Linked DNA regions of Canis lupus: region 1 is linked to region 2. Evidence: chromatin contacts called from public Hi-C data. All regions are on one chromosome and are shown on one strand. The core of a region is the stretch at or near the end of the contact, and the rest is flanking DNA. Distances in the headings are between cores, read along the strand shown.

Region 1 (2,899 bases), core at 73-2,572, 140 kb before region 2:
TTTCTGCTCTCAGAAGTGTTCAAATCATGCTGCTTTCCCTGTCCGGACCGTCCTTCACAGTTTCTATGGGAAGTTCCTAGCCATCCTTCAAAACTTAATGCAAGGAGGCCTTTTCGAAGCCCTGGTGACCCCTTAGTGCCACAATGTCGCGGGTACAGAGGGAGGGTGGGTGATAGGAAAGGCAGAGGACAGAGTGGAGGGACTTTGCACACTTCACCCTCCAGACCCCAGCTGTTGTCCCAGGAGAGGAAAGGAATTGGTGGACAGACTGGGCTGAGGTCATCCTTGATGTTGCAGGGACTGGGTTCCCACGTCCAGTTGGGCAGGTTACATCCTGCACAAGGGTGCCTGGCCGAGGTGGCAAATGAGGACTGAAGACATGGTGTGGGCGAGCGCTGGGGTGGCAACCACCCTTTCCAACCTGCACCAGGGTGCCCTCTAGTCACCGAGCCCCGCATTACAGTAGCCTTTCCAGAAGAGGGCGTGCTTCTAAAAATTTCTAAAAGGCTGTGAGAGCCTCCTCTTGTGGCCTCCTGGAGCACCTGCGGGGGGGGGGGGGGGGGGGGGGGGGGGGAGGGGGGAGGGGGGAGGGGCGGGGGGGGGGGGGACCCAGACAGGAAAGCAATCTGAGGCACTCTGTACTAAAAGTTCTGGATTCTCCCAGAAAATCCTAAGCCTTTGACCCTAATTGCAGCCTCCGGCAAGCTTTGCAAGATGCTCCAGGCAGCCTGTGGCCTCCTTGGAGTGGGCGAGTTCAGCAAATTGTTGCCTTTCTTTCATTCCCCCTGCCTCTCTCCAGAACTCTCTGGAGCGTTCAGGTCAGCACACTCTGTCTCCCCTGCTTTGCTGTAACGGAGTCTTAGGTGTCACTAAGATCTGAGGGGAAAACTAGCAACTTCATTTCTCTGCTTTGTGGTGGGGTGTGTGCGTATGTGGGGATGCATAGAGGGGCTTAGGTAGGGGTCTGCAGGTTTGGGCAGCTGAGGCTCCTATCTGTCTCCAAATACAGTGTCCCCTGTGGCCCTGGGATGGTGTCAAGATATCTATTTCCTGGGCCTTTGATTCTTTGGGATTTCCACAGACGTGGGCAGGTGCAGCCCCCAGCCACCCTCAGCCACAGTTTCTGTACACAAGGACTGCCTCAGTTCCCACTGCAGGCCCCGAGGCTGTCCCTCTGAGAACCTTCTCTGGCGCTTGTGTGGGTGTCTGGGCAGTCTCCAACCAGGAAGGGGACAGGATGTAGAAGACAAATACCTTAGTTTTTGCACATTGCAGGGTGGGGGAGGCAGGTAGAAGGGGGTCTTTTATGGCAACCGGGTCACCACGGTAACTCAGCCCCACCCTGCAGTATCTGTGAGGTCACCCTTCCTCTCCCAGCTGGAGGAGGGGGAGAAGGGGCAGATATGGAGGCCGTCCCTCCGGTCAGATCCAGCCTCTTGGAAATTCTGCTGCTGGTAGTGAAGCTTTCAGTGCTGGTGAGTGGGAAATGGGGGCCCCCAGGCCTTCCCAGTTACCTCAGAGCTGTTGGACCCCATGGACCTGTCCCATCCGGTGGAACTAGGTGACTGCCTCCCTCAGAAGCCTCACCCACAAGCCACAGTGCCCGTAGTGGGGTACATAGCCAGTCCCAGATGGCCGTCTCCCATGCCGCCCCCTAGGGCTCCAGGTGGTCCTCTGGACAAAGGTGTGTGGGGTCTAGATGGGGTGCTTTAGGGCTCTGATGAGGGCCCGTTCAGCCCCAGGAATGGTGGAACTTTCCCGTTATAGTCTCTTTCCCCACTCAAGCTTGCACTTTTCTTCCATTAGATGGGAAGCATCATATCCACCCTGTCACCCAGGACAGAAGCCTGGAGATCTTGGGTCCCACTCTCTCCTTTACCCCTCTCTAGAGGTCACTCAGTCACTGCCCCTGCACTTCACATTTTTCTACCCCAATGCCACTGCCATTTGTCCCCAGCTGCCCTCATGACACCAACAGGTAGCCGGTGGGCAGGAAAGCCCAAGTGCTTGGGAGAAAAAACCGCCTGGGGTTCAAATCTGCAGGATCAGAGGGCTGAGGGGGTATGGTCACTCCTTCTATTATCATAATGAACCACTTCCTTTGCTAGACTTCTTTTTTTTCAGTCATTTATTGGCAAAAGAGGTTATAGTAATCATAGATTATCTAAATTACAAGATATTTTCTCATATAAGCATAAATATTTGATTAATAAAATTTTTAAAATTGGGGTTCAATTTGCCAACATATATCATATCACCCAGTGCTCATCCCGTCGTGTCCCCCCTCAGTACCCGTCATCCAGTCACCTCCACCCCCCCCTCCCTTCCACCACCGCTTGTTTGTTTCCCAGAGTTAGGAGTCTCTCATGGTCTGTCTCCCTCTCTGATATTTCCCACTCATTTTCTCTCCTTTCCCCTTTATTCCCTTTCACTATTTTTTATATTCCCCAAATGAGTGGGACCATATAATGTTAGTCCTTCTCCGATTGACTTACTTCACTCAGCATAATACCCTCCAGTTCCATCCGCACTGAACCAAATGGTGGGTATTCGTCATTTCTAACGGCTGAGGAATATTCCATTGTGTACATAGACCACATCTTCTTTATCCATTCATCTTTCGATGGACACCGGGGCTCCTTCCACAGTTTGGCTATTGTGGACATCACTGCTATAAACATTGGGGTGCAGGTCTTCCGCTTTGCCTAGACTATTATCAATAATCACTTCAAGGGAAAGAAAACCAAGATAAAACGAAATACTTTCTAAAGCGAATGGACTGAGAATGGAGTCCTTAGAAGTAGGCAGATAAAGATCTTTCTTGTTGGGGAAGTTGAGACCTCCAGAGAGGGGGGACCTGGCCTATGGTAGCCTGGCGGCCCCACCCCTACAATAAAAC
Region 2 (3,238 bases), core at 620-3,119:
TCCTGAAGCAGACGCTGCCTAAGACCAGGGGGAGAGGATGGAATGGCCTGGGGTCCTAAGGTGGCCCCACAGAGAGCCAAACCTGATAGTTAATCCTAAACACAGGAGTGGTCCATGCAGGATGAGGGGTAGCAATAGTAGCCTAGTACTAGTACTAGCACCAAATGAGCCTGGAGCATTTTGGATCTGGCAGGCACGGTACAGAAATGTATGATCACATTTTATTTATCTTTGCAATAACCCTCCTAGGCAGGGATATTTATCACCATCTGACACGAGATGAAACCGAAGCTCTGTGAAGAGCTTACCCCAGTAGAAAGCCCTAGAGCTAGAATTTAGTGTTAGGTTCACCTGAGTTCAACACGTGGCCTTGTTAGTCCTCCAGAAGGCCACACAGCTCCAGGCTGGAGGGCGCGGGGGTCCTTTAGCTCCCTTGCTCAGAGCTGTGGTTGTGTCTCCCCCATCATTCTCCATCTGGGGGCAGGAAAAAGCTCACAGAACTTGTGACCTCGACTTTCCCCCTCCCCCACCCTAGAGGCTCTGATGATAGCAAGTATCTGTTCCCCTCCCGTATCCTCTGGCTCTTGAATTTCTTCCCCAATTTCGGGGGGCTGGGGAGGCATGACCCTCCGCTACTCTACCCAACCCCAGGAAAGTCCCCAAGGTCCTCATCCTGTGCAGGCAGGCTGGGACTTCGGGAGTCTTGGAAATGCTGGTCTCAGCTGTTTCAGCACAGGGCCGCCCCCTCCTGGCCACCAGCGGAATGTCAGCGCCCCAGGCGTCCTCCTGTGGCTGGGAGGGAACTTGCCGTCTGGGGACTCTGGAGTCTGGTCTGGGTGCTAGTGAGGCTCAGCATTGAGATAGATGGGGGCTGGGTGATAAAGAGGGGCCAGGACACTCAATCCGGGTGAGGTCCCCAACCCCTCGGTCCCCCAAAGAGTACCTGGGGATCCTGTCTGAACATCCCCAGACACTGTGGTCTACACAGGCCTGTGTGTGGGACTGTGACCTTGATCCATGAGGAATGGAATCCCTGTGGTGTGTCAGGGTCTCCCACATGTCCCCCAGATGCCCCAGGGCACTATGCCAATGTGGTCTTAATTCCCAGGCTGTTCTAATGCAGCCTCTGTGCCTTTGCAGAGGCAGATCCTAGACCTGCCCCCAAACCCTCCCCAGCATCAGCCGGGAGACAGTGACCTTAGTCCATAAAGGATGGACCTATAGTGTGTCAGAGTCCCCCCCCCCCCCCCCCCTTCTTTTCCCCTGATGCCCCACAGGGCAGCGCCAGCATGATCTCACCTTCCAGGCCGTTCTGCTCACAGCCCCTCAGCCTCTGCAGACATTGGCCCCAGGCCTTGGACCCCAGACCTGCCCAACACCCCACACCCCCAGCTTCGGGCAGGGACAGTCTCTGGCCAGACCTGGGGGTGTCGGGGGAGTCTGGAGGGCCGGGGTGGGGGCAGAGGCACAGGACAGCTGGCCTGCGTCCCCACGCTGGGCCCCGGGCCCAGCCGGAGGGGCGGGGGCCTGGCCACTCGGGCCTTGGCTGGGGCTGGAGTTTTGGCCGGGCTGCGGGCCCTCCCCCCGCTTCCTCTCCCGAGGGCTGTCCTGGCAGAGGCCCCCCTCGCACTTTCTGGCGGGAACGCGGCCAGCGCGGAGGGAACAGCTACAGAGGGAAGCCGAGAGGGATGGGGAAACTGTGCGTGTGCGTGTGTGTGTGCGCGCGGGTGAGTGTGTTTTAAGGAAAAAAGCCCACATCCAGTCCAGTCAGACTCAGCCTGGGAGGCTTGGGAGCGGGGCCTTTCGTAATTGCCCCCTCCCCGCGGCCCCCTCCCCCAGCTCCCCCCTCCCCCGCCGCCCGCCGCCCGCCCTCCTTCCCTCTCAGCGACGAGGCCGCAATTACGCTTTGGGGATAAAACGAGGCGCAGAGAGCGGCCCGGGGCACTTCTCCCCGAGATGGCGGGTCTGAGAGCTGCAGCCCTGCGGCCCGGAGTCCTGCTGCTCCTGCTGTCCGTCGCCCGCCCCTCGCAGCCCGGAGGTAGGCCTCTCCCTGCCCCGGGATGCCGCGGCCCCCCCTGACAGACCTGGGCGCCCTCCACCCCGCCGTCCGGGGACCCTGGGCGGGAGCCTCCCGGCCGCTGGATCCCCGCAACCGCGCCTCCCGGGAGCCAGCCCTGCCGAGGAGGAACCTGTCACCAGACACCCCAAGGTGCAGGGTGGTCCCGACCGGCCCAGGTCCTGCCGCCCGGCTCGGCTCGGCTGAGGCCCCCCACCTCTGTCCCGGGCGCTGTCTGCGGAGGGGGGGGCGCGCAAGCATGCTGCGGGAGGGCCCTCGGGGTCCCCTGGCAGGGCACAGGCAGTTTGCACACGTGTGGATCCAGTAGGGACAGGGGACTGGGGCCGGAGGCCAGCTCAGCGACTACGGTGAGCTGTGTGACCTCGACAGGTTCCTTGTTCCTCCCCCCACCCCGGGGAAGTCAGGACCCCCCTCAGAGGAAGGTCAGAGTTCCGTTGATTCCGGGCTGCGGGTTGGAAAGCTGCTGCTGTGGTCTGTCCCTGGTGAGGGGGGCCGGGCCATCGGAGCGTGTGTATGTGTGTGCAGGGCATGCACACAGGAACAAGTGTGTTGTGTGCTACGGCGCAGGTGGGCATGTGTGTATATGTCCAAATGTGTCATCAAACCATAGAGGAGGAATGTGTGTTCACAGGTTCACCCCTGAGCAGGTGTGTGTGATGGGAGAGGGCGTAGGGTTTGTGAAAGTGCCTGTTAGCGTGTGCGAAAGTCTGCCACCCGACAGGAATGGACACAGGGGAAATATGCTATCCAGGTGTGGACTGTCACCGAGCATGTGACTCTGTGAGTGTGTGTGTGTGTGTGTGTGTGTGTGTGTGGTATAGGACACAAACAAGGATCAGAGAAGCTGGGGAAGGTATTCATCTCCTGGCAGAGGGAGGGCAGCCAGTGACAGAGGCTAAAGTGGACCTCGGGGCAGTTCTGGACCATCTGGCATGCTCTCTGCCATAGGCCACAAGGATGCCCCCCTCCCCGGGGGAGGCTACACACCTCAAGGGCTCCTAGGAGTGGCCCCCTGGGGAGCCCTCCAGAAGGTGCTCTTGGCCATGGGAAGAGAGGAGTGCAGAGACTTGAGCCATTTGGTGGGGTAGCCTGGGTGGGGTCAACTTCCCATGGGCGTCCCCCTTTGCCATTAGAACCAGATCTTCAGTGGGGGACCAGTGT

What was found. Hi-C and Micro-C count contacts between places; a contact is called where the count stands out from the background.
Region 1: a Hi-C map of liver shows a contact between it and region 2, with 7 times the contacts expected there. The contact joins the promoter of TMEM270 here to the promoter of ELN in region 2. A contact is called at or near these places in 3 of 9 Hi-C or Micro-C datasets (amygdala, blood and liver).

Annotation. Positions count from the first base shown.
Region 1 is chr6:6,389,861-6,392,759 of UU_Cfam_GSD_1.0, reverse strand. It overlaps TMEM270 (transmembrane protein 270), which reads left to right and starts at 1,322. Exons shown (of 3, transcript XM_038539093.1): 1 at 1,322-1,475. The coding sequence starts at 1,404. It overlaps LOC111096195 (a long non-coding RNA gene), which reads right to left and starts at 1,325. Exons shown (of 3, transcript XR_005360538.1): 1 at 1,255-1,325.
Region 2 is chr6:6,246,757-6,249,994 of UU_Cfam_GSD_1.0, reverse strand. It overlaps ELN (elastin), which reads left to right and starts at 1,869. Exons shown (of 35, transcript XM_038539091.1): 1 at 1,869-2,038. The coding sequence starts at 1,957. It overlaps LOC102157065 (a long non-coding RNA gene), which reads right to left and starts at 1,771. Exons shown (of 5, transcript XR_005360533.1): 1 at 1,300-1,771; 2 at 352-474; 3 at 1-18.